2 separate regions of the Bicyclus anynana genome follow, and region 1 is linked to region 2. Evidence: chromatin contacts called from public Hi-C data. All regions are on one chromosome and are shown on one strand. Each heading gives the region's core, a stretch centred on a gene start, on an enhancer-like site or on the middle of the called end of the contact. The rest is flanking DNA. Distances are from core to core; before and after follow the strand shown.

Region 1 (5,718 bases), core at 2,813-5,312, 100 kb before region 2:
TGTACGAGGGTTCCAAACGGCCTTAGTCCGAGAAGAGTCACAACAAACTCAGCCAAGGTTTATTTCTATTTACCTGCTGGTAATGATAATAATTATGTTGTTATAAAAAAGGGGATCTTCATCTTTCTTTTTATGAAAATTACGTTCTTAATGGTAGGACGCAGACAGTTGGTGGATTAAGCGCAATTACCTTGATAAGTCTAGCGAGGCCGAAGTCAGCTATCTTGACCTGGCAACCCTCAGCCACGAGGACATTTCTGGCGGCCAGGTCGCGGTGGATGTAGTTCTGCGACTCCAGGTACGCCATGCCGGCGGCTATCTGTGCGGCCATGTCGATCAGTTGCTGGAGTTTCAGACCGCGTCCTTTACCTGTGGTGCGGAAAGTTAACTGTTAGTTAGTGCGGGTCGTCTAGATGTCAACGACGTAGAGATGACACCCTTAACGATGTCTCGCTGTTCTGTTCTGTGGTAGGGAGAAGGATTTAGTGAACCATTGTAATTCAGTCACACTTGCGCTTCGTACATCGTCTCGTATCGTCGAGTGGTGAGACGAACTACGAGCGCGCTGTTTACACATTGGCCTCGTACTTCGCCTCGCGGCTCGTGTCGCCGCTCGAGCGAGAGTGTAAATAAGGATTCCTTTTGACATATCTACGGAAGACACCGAAGACAGTGCGTTCGTGTTCATAGCGGGCTCGCGAGGCGAGGACGCGTAGAGGTACAAGACGATGTACGAGGCTCGAGTACCTATAACTGAGCTAATAAAGATCACTTCGTATTTTGTCCGTCAATCGGTCTGTTTACTGAGCTACGGTGGCTCATTTTTAATTAATTATCATCAATAGACATTTTTTGGCTTGACTATTGATATGCCGGGTTAACAACGTCCATTGTGACTATGGATCATAAGTTCCTAACTTTGACTTCAGAGTTGGGCTATGACTAAACGATAAAAAAAAATTTCGCATTCGGCTTCAAAAGCACAGGTTTCTCGAATGTGATACGAGAACAAATTAAACCTTTTCGGAAGTCTGTACCGGAACTTTAAGCATGGAAGCTTTGTCCGTTTAGCGGATTAGATACGGTTGATTATATAAAAATTCGCTATTCCGGTTTATCACTACATCATTGATTTGTTTCCGTACAGGAAAATAAATCAATACGCACACAAATATTTTTAAACCACCATATTTCTAAATGTGTTGTAATTCTATATGAATGGATGTTACTAAAGATGTTTGTTGTTAATATTTCAAGTAAGAATCAAATCCCAATACCACGTGGACTTTCCCTTCTATATAAAGGGATTTTTAGATGGGAAGTCTGTGTGACTGAATCATTATCATCTAATATTTTAAAAAAATAATGTCACACAAATACTGTGGAAAAGAAAAGGTCGTAAAGTATTTGACACCCTCCTTCTCCCAACCCCGTTTTTAATAGCAATTTAGTTTTATATGGTAGTACAAAGTTTGAAGAGTCTATAGTCTGGCAAGGTCGTTGATGACGCTCCCATGATATGCGGGCAACGGGGGCAGAAGGATGGATTGCGCGGGTATGAAGTCGTGCGCGCGGGGCATCGCTACGTCCCTCCCGGTCCCCATGGACCAACGGGAGTGTTACGAACGAAGTTGCCAAGCTATGATTTCATATGAAAAACTAAATTTCGCGGTATGTTTAGAAAGAAAAACATCATCCGTTCTTCACTATTGCGTGCTGGCGTGTCTAATGCTTGTTGGCAAAGTTAATTTACAACAGAAATTAATTAATACGTAACATTGTGTTAGTGGGCCGCGAGGTAAAATTATACTGTAATTACACGAATTTTGACCTCGCTGGCACTGTTTGTAGTGCTCTGGTTCAACAGAGAGGTCCTGGATTCGAATTTAGGATTATATTAGTATTGTCTTTAGGATTTTTTATTATCTAAATTGGCTCAGGTTGGTCTGGTGATAGGCACGGTTGCTATAGCTTGGCAAATTCGTTCGCAACACTCCCGATGGTACGCGGGAGGACCGGTCCTTCTCCTCCCGTCGCCCGCATATCATGGGATTGTCATCAACGAAATTGCCAAACTATTATTACCGCCAAAGACGCACTAAGCGATTTAGCGTACCGTAACGATGTCGCGTAGAAATCGTCAAAGGTATATGGATTGAATAAATACCTCTTCCAAGCTAACCCGCTTCTATCTTACGACTGCATTGTCACTTAACATCAGGTGTGATCGTAAACAAGTCGCCCTGACATGCAACCAAATGACGTATTTCTTAAGAAAAAATAAACAAAAGTCAATCAATTACGGCGCAACCGAAAGTATAGCCATCACTATCATTGCGTTTGGATGAAAGAGATTGGTCGAAAATTTGTACATTTCTCTTCACGAGATATGTCTTTGCATTCGCATTTCGCATGTTAGGGCCTAGAGCTACAGTAGACATATTCATAAAATTAAAAGTTGGCCGAATAAATCGCAGAGTATTTTAATAGGTATAGTGTTATATTCTAGTGCGCACATCCTTCGAACTAAATCTTTAGACAAATAAATTGGACCGATCGTATCAGAGTCGAGAATAACTTTTATTTATTTTATTTATTTATTTATTATTCAACAAACAACACATTGAAATTAAGCCTAACCATAGTGCAACACAAACCACAGTTGGTTTTACTTTTGATTACTTACAATTAAAAAGTTAGTTGTTCAATACTCAGTAACTTGTCACTGAATATTTAAAAAAAAACACGTACCTTGTAAATATTCCAAGAGCGAGCCGTTCTTCATCAACTCCGTGATAATGTATATCGGCTCCTCGAGCGTACACACTGCGTACAATTGGATAAGTTTGCTGTGCCGAAGTTTCTTCATTATCTGCGCCTCGGCGAGGAAGTCTTTAGGGTCCATTGTGCCCGATTTCAGCGTCTTGATGGCGACCGGCGTGGTGTTGTTCCACAACCCTTCCCACACTTCGCCGAACTGTCCGTGGCCGAGTTTCCGGACGAACTTCAGTGACGAGCGATCGATCTCCCATTGGTCCCTCGTTCTGTGCGAGAGACCTTCGGTGACCGGTTTCTCCACCTGGAAATGCGTAATGATATAAAAATAAAGTGTGATTACTTAGCAAAGGTTGAGTAAAAAACGTAGCGCGGAACAATGGCCTGTTAAATTGCAATTGTCATGCCTCCATAAGTGAATAGTAAGTAATAGTCGACTCGCAAGTAATGTTTCATTGTAATGAGAGCCCACTTTTCATATAATGGGGATGATGACTATGTTTGAATATATAGATTTTTATGATATATTCGGGTAAATCAGGTCAATTTTAACTAATTTATACATAGAAAGCAAAGATTGTCTGGATATTTGCAAAATAAATAAGATTATAAAATTTCAAAATCGATTAAAAATCTTTTATTGTAATTAGATGAAAACTCATACAGTTTTAGCTTCCTTACATTAAATGTAACACTTTTTAATAAATCTATACTAATATTATAAAACTGAAGAGTTTGTTTGGTTGAACGCGCTAATCTCAGGAACTACTAGTGAAATATAAACATAAACGTACAAATAACAAACATTTTAGTAATTTTGTTTGAACGCCCATACAAATCTAACGATAATTTTTTACCTACGACGTCGTTAGTTCGTGCCATTTTGTATGGGGCTACTTTCAGGGATCCGTGGCATTGCCGCAAATTTGACCCTTTAAATCCATGTAGTTCCGAAAGTAATGATCGCAGATACCCTGTTACTTTTACAAAATTGCTTTAGGTACTATTGGCATACTCTTAATTTATAAAACTTTCATCATTCCTAGTGTTATAAAGTTTAAATTAAGAAATATTTTTTTGCACTATCCCTAGATAAGATCTTAAGCCTAAGCCGAAGATTATTTAGGCCCTTTGCGGGCCTGAATTAGCTACGGTCAAAAAGATTCGTTCAAATCAGAGGTTTTGTTCAAACAATATGTACTTGATGACGTTAGGTATCAAATAGTGCAGACGTACAGGCGACGTGTCATAGCTGCAACCCGAGAGGTGTATGCAATTTTTAATTCACATCGCGTAAGTTGACACCGGCGGTGGCAGGCGACGGCGCGCGGCGGTGACCACGACCACGGTCGGTTGTTGTCGTGATCAGTTTTGATACTATTTATAAATGAACCCGTAAGCCATTCGATTGATGCAGGCTACTTGTCGAACTAGCCGACGTTGTGCTGTTTGATATAACTGAAAAAAATATCAAGGTAGGGGTGGGGTATGATCTGGTGGCAGATTCGAGATCTCAGTCAGAATTTGTATTCAAGGTTAAAATTCACTCTTTAAGGACTTGCCCTATAAAAAGTGTGATTAAGAGGTAAGATTTTGAGAATTAATGATTATGAGAACAACGACTTTATTTATATAATTTTAAAAACAGATAATTGCCGAATATTGTAGTTACACTTAGATATATAATTATATGTATAATGGTAGACATCTTTACAAATAGTCAACTGACGTGTCAAAAGTGCTTGTAAATTGAGCCTACTTGAAATAGATGAATTTTGATTTTTGATATCTCCATTTTAATATTATAAATGCAAAAAGTCGCCTGCCTTTTTTACGCGGTTTAGCCGTAAACCGCTAATTCGAGTTAACATTTTTTTTCACAAGAGCTACTGATTATTCCTAAATAATTCAAGGTTCATACGGAATTTCTGAATCACAAAATTTCACGCGAACAGAGCTGGGAGCGCTAATTAATTATACTTCCGTATTTTTTTTTTTGTTATAAAATGTAGGGCATAGCATCCAATACATAACAACAAAATATTGTTCTATTTGCAGTACTTTGTATGAATTAAAGATCACTATGAAGTTTCCAAAATGTTGTTAACACCTGCTTGAACCACCGAAAGGTCAACGCACTTTATTGCCAATCTATAAGCCACGGACCACAGTTAGAAAAATACACTATTCCTTATTAACTTCTATTCCTCATTGCTTCTATTTAAGCATAGGCAAATGACAATGAGTGCAATGACTATCGAAAGATAAAAATAACTTAAAATCGAACCTAATCAAAATGACTACCGCCGGTTATTTTTAGCCCGGCCGACAACTCAATTTAGAGTTGCAGACAGAAATAGCAATATGTAAATAGGCATCGTAAGCAGCATGGTTGATGTAATCACGCCCTGCGCCTGGCGACTCGGCGCGATGCTAAAAACTGGACAACGTTATACAACATGTCACATTGATGGACCAATTATAGTCCAAGATCTCAACTTACAAATCTAAGTCAGAGAATTGCACTTTGAGAGGTTGATATAGGACCTATCAAAGTTCGAGTAATCTTCAGTTAATAAGTATAATAGGTGATGATGAGGCTCAAGGATGCTCCACAAGTACGATAGCTAATCATGGAGTTTGGACCGAGGTGGCTTTAGATCACGATACTTTAAAAGTTTAAACCTTAAAGTGTCTTGATCAAGATGTCAAGAGACCAGAGTCTAGTCTAGATCGTCCAAGTATAAAGCGTAATTTCTTGATATTTTCTTTCCGATATATGAATAAGGAATCATGTTAGCAGGCGCCAGACCCTATCTAACCTATCTATACTAATACCTATTACAAAGAGGAAAATTTTGTTTGTTTGTTTGAATTGACTAGGCCGCGAAAGTTCGTTATCAACCCATATTCGGCTCACTGCTGAGCCTCCTCTCAGAATGA
Region 2 (5,854 bases), core at 1,969-4,468:
AATAAACTCGGTACATTTTGTATGCATGTAAGTTACAGTTGTATGCATTTTAAGAAATTAAATATCACGTGTCTCAATCGGTGAAGGAAAACATCGTGAGGAAACCTGCATACTAGAGAATTATCTTAATTCTCTGCGTGTGTGAAATCTGCCAATCCGCATTGGGCCAGCGTGGTGGTAGTGCTTTACCCCTCTCATTCTGAGAGGAGACTCGAGCTCAGCAGTGAGACGAATATGGGTTGATGAATCATGTCCTTAGTTGCCACTCATTTACCGTCCTATGGTAAGAGGATGGACAGACATCCTTTGGCACAGGCCTTGATAAAATAAGAAGTCTAACAAGAAGAAATACAAACAAAAATAAATAATGTTCTCTATATAAACAAAGAAATATCTACTAGTTTAAAATTAGCAACACTGGAACGTTCTACAGGCAATAAGGAAACTGCAAAAACAATACAAGATTATCGAGACATTGTGACCGAGCAAAAATCTGTGATCAATGAACGAAAAAAAGAAAAACAGCGTGACAAACGATCGGGTCATTATTTTTGGGGACTGTTTAAAATGCGGAGATGATCAACAATATCCATTCTGTTTGTCAACCTTGTCTGTACGGCAGCCGTGGAAGCGAGGAACACGGCAGTTTTAATTGTTATGCAAGGGCAAATCTCTTTGTCACCACATCCAAAGTATTTTAAAGATAATGTTTTATTGTTCCGCAAATAGTGTGACAGTTTTTTGGCAAGGACACTGATTTTTTTTTTCGAGATCGTTACATCGTTCTGATCAAATAAATCGGAGCATGCGTGATAGTGAACTAAATCTACATGTAATGGATTAATTTAAAATCATCGATATCCTATTAAAAAGTGGACAATGAATGCCAAACACAATTTCTTTCACTGAATTCAGGTAGTCCCATTTGCAAAATTCTTAAGTTGTTTTTGCTCTGAATTTGGGATTTTTTTTAATATTGGATGGACTATATTTAAAGGCCTTTAGGTATAATTTTCTTTACGAATAATTCTAAAACTATCAAAGCACAATTGGCCAGTTTTATTAAGTAAAATTGTCTACATGATTGTGCGTCTTTTCTCTCTCATCAGTAGACAAGTGTCAACAGCACAGGGGCAAGTGTAGAGTAAAGAGCGAATCTAATTTTGCCTGACTGGTGCATTAGACATTTATCAAGTTGTTATCCTCCCACATGGTTAAAAATCATTGGCATTTTTTTATTATTATCATTATTGTCGGAAAGACTGAGTGTCGCCCTAACAGTCTTTCCGACTAATTGGAGAGAAAGGTGAATATTGGCTTTAATGCAAAAATACTGGTAATTATTAATTATGCTAGTCATAATTATTAAAAATCTAACTAACTTAATCGGCCTATCTGTTGACATAGTCTAAGAGAAATGACTCATAAGCATTTTGCGACAGATTTTCATACTATGTGTTTTGTTATGTTAAATAAAATGTACGGAACTCTAAATGTATTGAAAAACGTAACAAAAATGCTTACATCCATCTTATATTTATAACAGTCAACAAACCTTACCGAGAATTTCATTTATCATAATCAAAACTTCGACGCAAGCGACCCTTGTATTGGTGTTTCGACCGATTGACCCAAAAAGCCTTCGGACGAATTCAATTGAGCATGCATGCAATGAATGCTTTTATGAACAGTTTCATTTAAAATTCCAATTAAAATATAAATTGAGTATTTGAATCCAGGGAAATGTTATCGTCGCGTCGTGCTTTTGAATCAAAGTTTTTTTTGTATTAATAAAAGAAAGTGCTAAGAGTTTTAAGAGTTTTAACCAAACAAAGAAAGAAAGAAAGAAAGAAAGAAAATAAATTTATTCAAATCTAAAAGTTACAGACAGTCAGTACCCTATCCTTATGACAGCATGTCTGTCTGTAACCCTTAAAAAGAAAGGGTGTACAGCTCAGCATATGCCGTGCACTACGTACAAGTATAATACACGGCGCTGATTTTCAGCTGAGACCCGTGTGACGTCACAGCTTATAATTGTACAAATAAATTGACATTAACTAAATTAAATTAGAATAAGCAGCAAATATGTGTTACATTTTAAAAATATATAATTACTAATTAAACAAAAAAGTATTAACGTAATTATTTTCTACAACGAAGGTAAATAGCTGAGAAGATACTGTTTTCTATCCAGAATTTGCGGACGAATTCGCGGGTGTCCGCTAGTCCTACTAATATTAAAAAGGCAAAAGTTTGTGTGTAAGTGTGTAAGTATGTTTGTTCCTCTTTTACGCTGCGGCTACTGAAGCGATTTGGCTGAAATTTGGAATGGAAATAGATTTTACTCTGGATTAACACATAGGCTACTTTTCATCCCGGAAAAATCCACGGTTCCCGAGGGATTTGTGAAAAACTAAATTCCACGCGGAAGAAGTCAAATAAATAAACAAAGTAAAATAAATAAACATAGTGTCGTAACCCTAACCCAGATGATGATAATGATGTACCCTAACCCAGCCCACAACTTTTTACCCTTGTCAAAAACCCTGGGCACGCCACCGCTAGCATGGCCTGTGAAGTGTTGCTATGTGTATAGAAAAGGCGAAGATATTCCATTTACCATTAGGAGTACTCTTTGCATGCTCTGTCAATAACGACTGCTAAATGAACATTTTAATAATTTTTCATTACTTATATAATATGAATCACAATATCTTAATGACTCGTGACGCCATCTATTAAAAAACTAACGAAGGTTACCAATATTGTTTTGGATAGTTTTTGTGGTTTCATAGTCAAACCATATATGTATAGGCAATCTGAACTGACTCAGATGTTAAGAATATGTTGAGATTATTTTAAAATTTCTTTTTAAAAATTCTTGTATTTAATTATTATTAGCGTATGTAGTACATAACGCCATCTATTGGTAACAACCATGAGTTTAAAAATTTCAAGTACAGGAAAAAAGGCTGCCTTTTAGTATTACGGATTTTCAAGAATTTTGCACAGTTATTTAAACCATCAGTATTATTCAAAACGTTTATTTAGCATGTTAGCGATATTTTACTGTAACCATGTACTAAAACCTTACCTTCTATAGTCGGATGAAATATTTATGACGTCTGTGAAATAAGCTGCAGATGACCCTACGCGTAGGTCTTACAAAAATCAAAACGCGTAAGGCGACTTCGAGTCAGCGGGAGTCGCGCGCGGGGTGAAGCCCCGCCCCCGCGTTACCGGGGACACCTAAAATCTCGTGTATTGACGGCCTCCGTGGCGCAAGCTGGGCCGATTGAAGTTTCCTAATTGTTCCAGCTCTGGCCGGTGGGAGGCTTCCGCCGTGGCTATTTACCACCCTACCGGCAAAGACGTACCGCCAAGCGATTTAGCGTTCCGGTACACTGTCGGGACGGGACTGTCCCGTCCCGTCCCGACAGTAAAAATCTCGTCGTTTTATCGTGGTATGTACCCGTTTAAATAACATTCATAATTCTATGAGGTCTCCTGATCGATTAGAGATTTATTTTTAACATATTGATAGATAGCAAAACAGAAACACCGTTGCCACTATCTTGGGCCTTAAGTACATTATCATAACGCGTTTAAAGCTATCCGAAGAATGTTATAATATTCATGAGAAGATTCTGCAGCTAAAAGCGTACGGCGCCAGCTAAATTGCTTCACAAGAACCGGAAGTGCATTTGGCGTAGAACTATTAATAGCATGTCTCTATGGTCTTAGTGTTTATTTTCTACAGGCTGTGTATCATGGGTTTTAGAGTTCGAGATTAGGCAGACCATAGGCAAAATTCATCGGGGTCTTCGCGTCAAAAAGCTCTCATTTTAGGAGCTTTATCTAATCTAGTGTAGTGGTGATTAGCCCATTTAACTTCAAATCATGAAGTGTTGGGTTCGAGACTCTAGTCCTTCGTCGGGCTATAAAAAAATGAGTTTTTTATTCTTCAGTATGAAAAAATTATTAATTGTTATTTTTATTGAAGTCAAGAAAGGCGAATTGGGCTGTGCAACTGTAATCTTAACTTTTTTTATAAATGCAAATATGAGTTTGTTTTTTTGTTACGCTTTAATAGCTAAGCCGCTGAAGCGATTTTGAAATTTCTTTCACCAGTGTAAAGTTACATTATCACCGATTAACATAGGCTATATTTTTACATCCCTGATTCCCACGAGATTGGGTAATACGTGGGTAAAATCGAGGGTCGTTCATTAGTATTTCATAAATTACAAAATTATAATATGTGCGCTGTAGCATGGTGCGGTACTACTATCGTGAATCGCAACAAACTTTCAGGAGTGTAACGAACTGTCACCCGCACCATGCTATAGCGCATGAACTGTAAACCCGGTGGACTTTTAGTATTAGAAGAATCATGAGATAAAAAATATGTAGAAATAAGTTGAGTCATTCTCCAGTTTAAGCGTGACTAATCTATACTTATCTATATCTATACTTGTAAAAAATCTGTAGAGAGGTTAATTCTGTACATGAAATATATTTCCAAAATAACTATCAGAGGGTGATTAGTGATTGATACTCATGCCAATAATGCAATCAGTAAAATTTTTGTCTGTCTGTCTGTTTGTTCGCTTTAGAAACAAAAACTACTCGACGAATTTTAACAAAATGTTGTACAATTATTCTTCATTCTCCTGGGCAGGTAGGTATAATATAATTTTCATCACGCTACGACCAATAGGAGCAGAGCAGTGAAGGGAAATGTTGGGAAAACGGGAGAAGTTACTCCATTTTTACAGCGATACTACTGTAAGTGCTGGATTAAAGAGGTCTAAGGGCGGACGAAGTCGCGGGCGTCCGCTAGTAGATATTAAAATATTTAAATATTTCATTGTTAGTCACAGTTTTGTCTTAAGGAAAAAGTTCATCCAAATAATTTTGCTTACAATAACAAATTACCAATAATACAAATTAGGTATGCAACGAGAAAGTTTTGGACAGTCATCTATTAGACAGTGCACATGAGTGATTTTATAGCTAATTCGTTACATATATTATTTTTAACAAGCTCAAGTGTTTTCTACTTGTTTTTGAATAACAATCCGTCAACTGTCTCGGCTACCTACTTTCGCCTGCGAATTCTATCATACGAGCAGTGTTTCATGTGACAGGGTACAATTGGCAAGTTTTGGTCATAATTATAATTGCGTAATTAATCAGAAGTGTTTTATTATGGCGGACTCGATGGTCAAGTGGTTATATGGAGCTTTGGATCACGACATCATGGGTTCGATCCCTGTCTATAAAATATTGACTTTTTTTCCAGCTTTTATTAAATACGCCCGCGACTTCGTCCGCGTGAAACTCGATGTAAACTTTCAAGTACCCCTATCCTACCTCTACCCTACCCCTAGCCTACCCCTACCCCTACCATTCTCCTACCTACCCTTACCCTACTTTTCTGGTTGATTTCTTACACCTTGTGTCCGAAAAACCCAAATATCTTACGGAACCCTATTTTTTTTCAAAATAAAATGTAGCCTATGTTACTTGTGGATAATGTAGCTTTCGAATGGTGAAAGAATTTTTAAAATCGGTCCAGTAGTTTTTGAGCCTATTCATTACAATCAAACAAACAAACATACAAACAAAGTTTTCCTCTTTATAATATTAGTATAGATATAAATTATATTCATTTTGAAATACGCAAAATCGGACGCACCCGAAGCGATACGCCATGAATATCACACATATAAACGCATTTTTTATGGAAAGAAAACGCCCCACAACCATGGTGGTTTTCTACGTGCATAATTAGGTACACTTTTGGTAGTATATGAGATATTCATATCACATATCATCATCATGTACC

The links. A called contact is a pair of places that touch in the nucleus more often than the background predicts.
Region 1: a contact with region 2 is called in a Hi-C map of whole larva, with 5 times the contacts expected there. The contact joins two enhancer-like sites. A contact is called at or near these places in 2 of 2 Hi-C or Micro-C datasets (whole body and whole larva).

What each region holds. Positions count from the first base shown.
Region 1 is chr20:4,218,500-4,224,217 of ilBicAnyn1.1, reverse strand. LOC112053050 (tyrosine-protein kinase Src42A) reads right to left here. Exons shown (of 8, transcript XM_052887865.1): 4 at 2,752-3,079; 5 at 191-369. Among protein-coding and RNA genes, the nearest start is that of LOC128199233, 11 kb to the left of the region's middle. Within about 2 kb of position 4,062, at least 7 of the 8 cell types and tissues checked have open chromatin away from gene starts, as enhancers often do.
Region 2 is chr20:4,115,730-4,121,583 of ilBicAnyn1.1, reverse strand. All of the region lies in intron 1 of LOC112056011, which reads left to right. The region is part of intron 1 of LOC112053050 (tyrosine-protein kinase Src42A); the gene reads right to left. Among protein-coding and RNA genes, the nearest start is that of LOC112053050, 8.6 kb to the right of the region's middle. Within about 2 kb of position 3,218, at least 1 of the 8 cell types and tissues checked has open chromatin away from gene starts, as enhancers often do.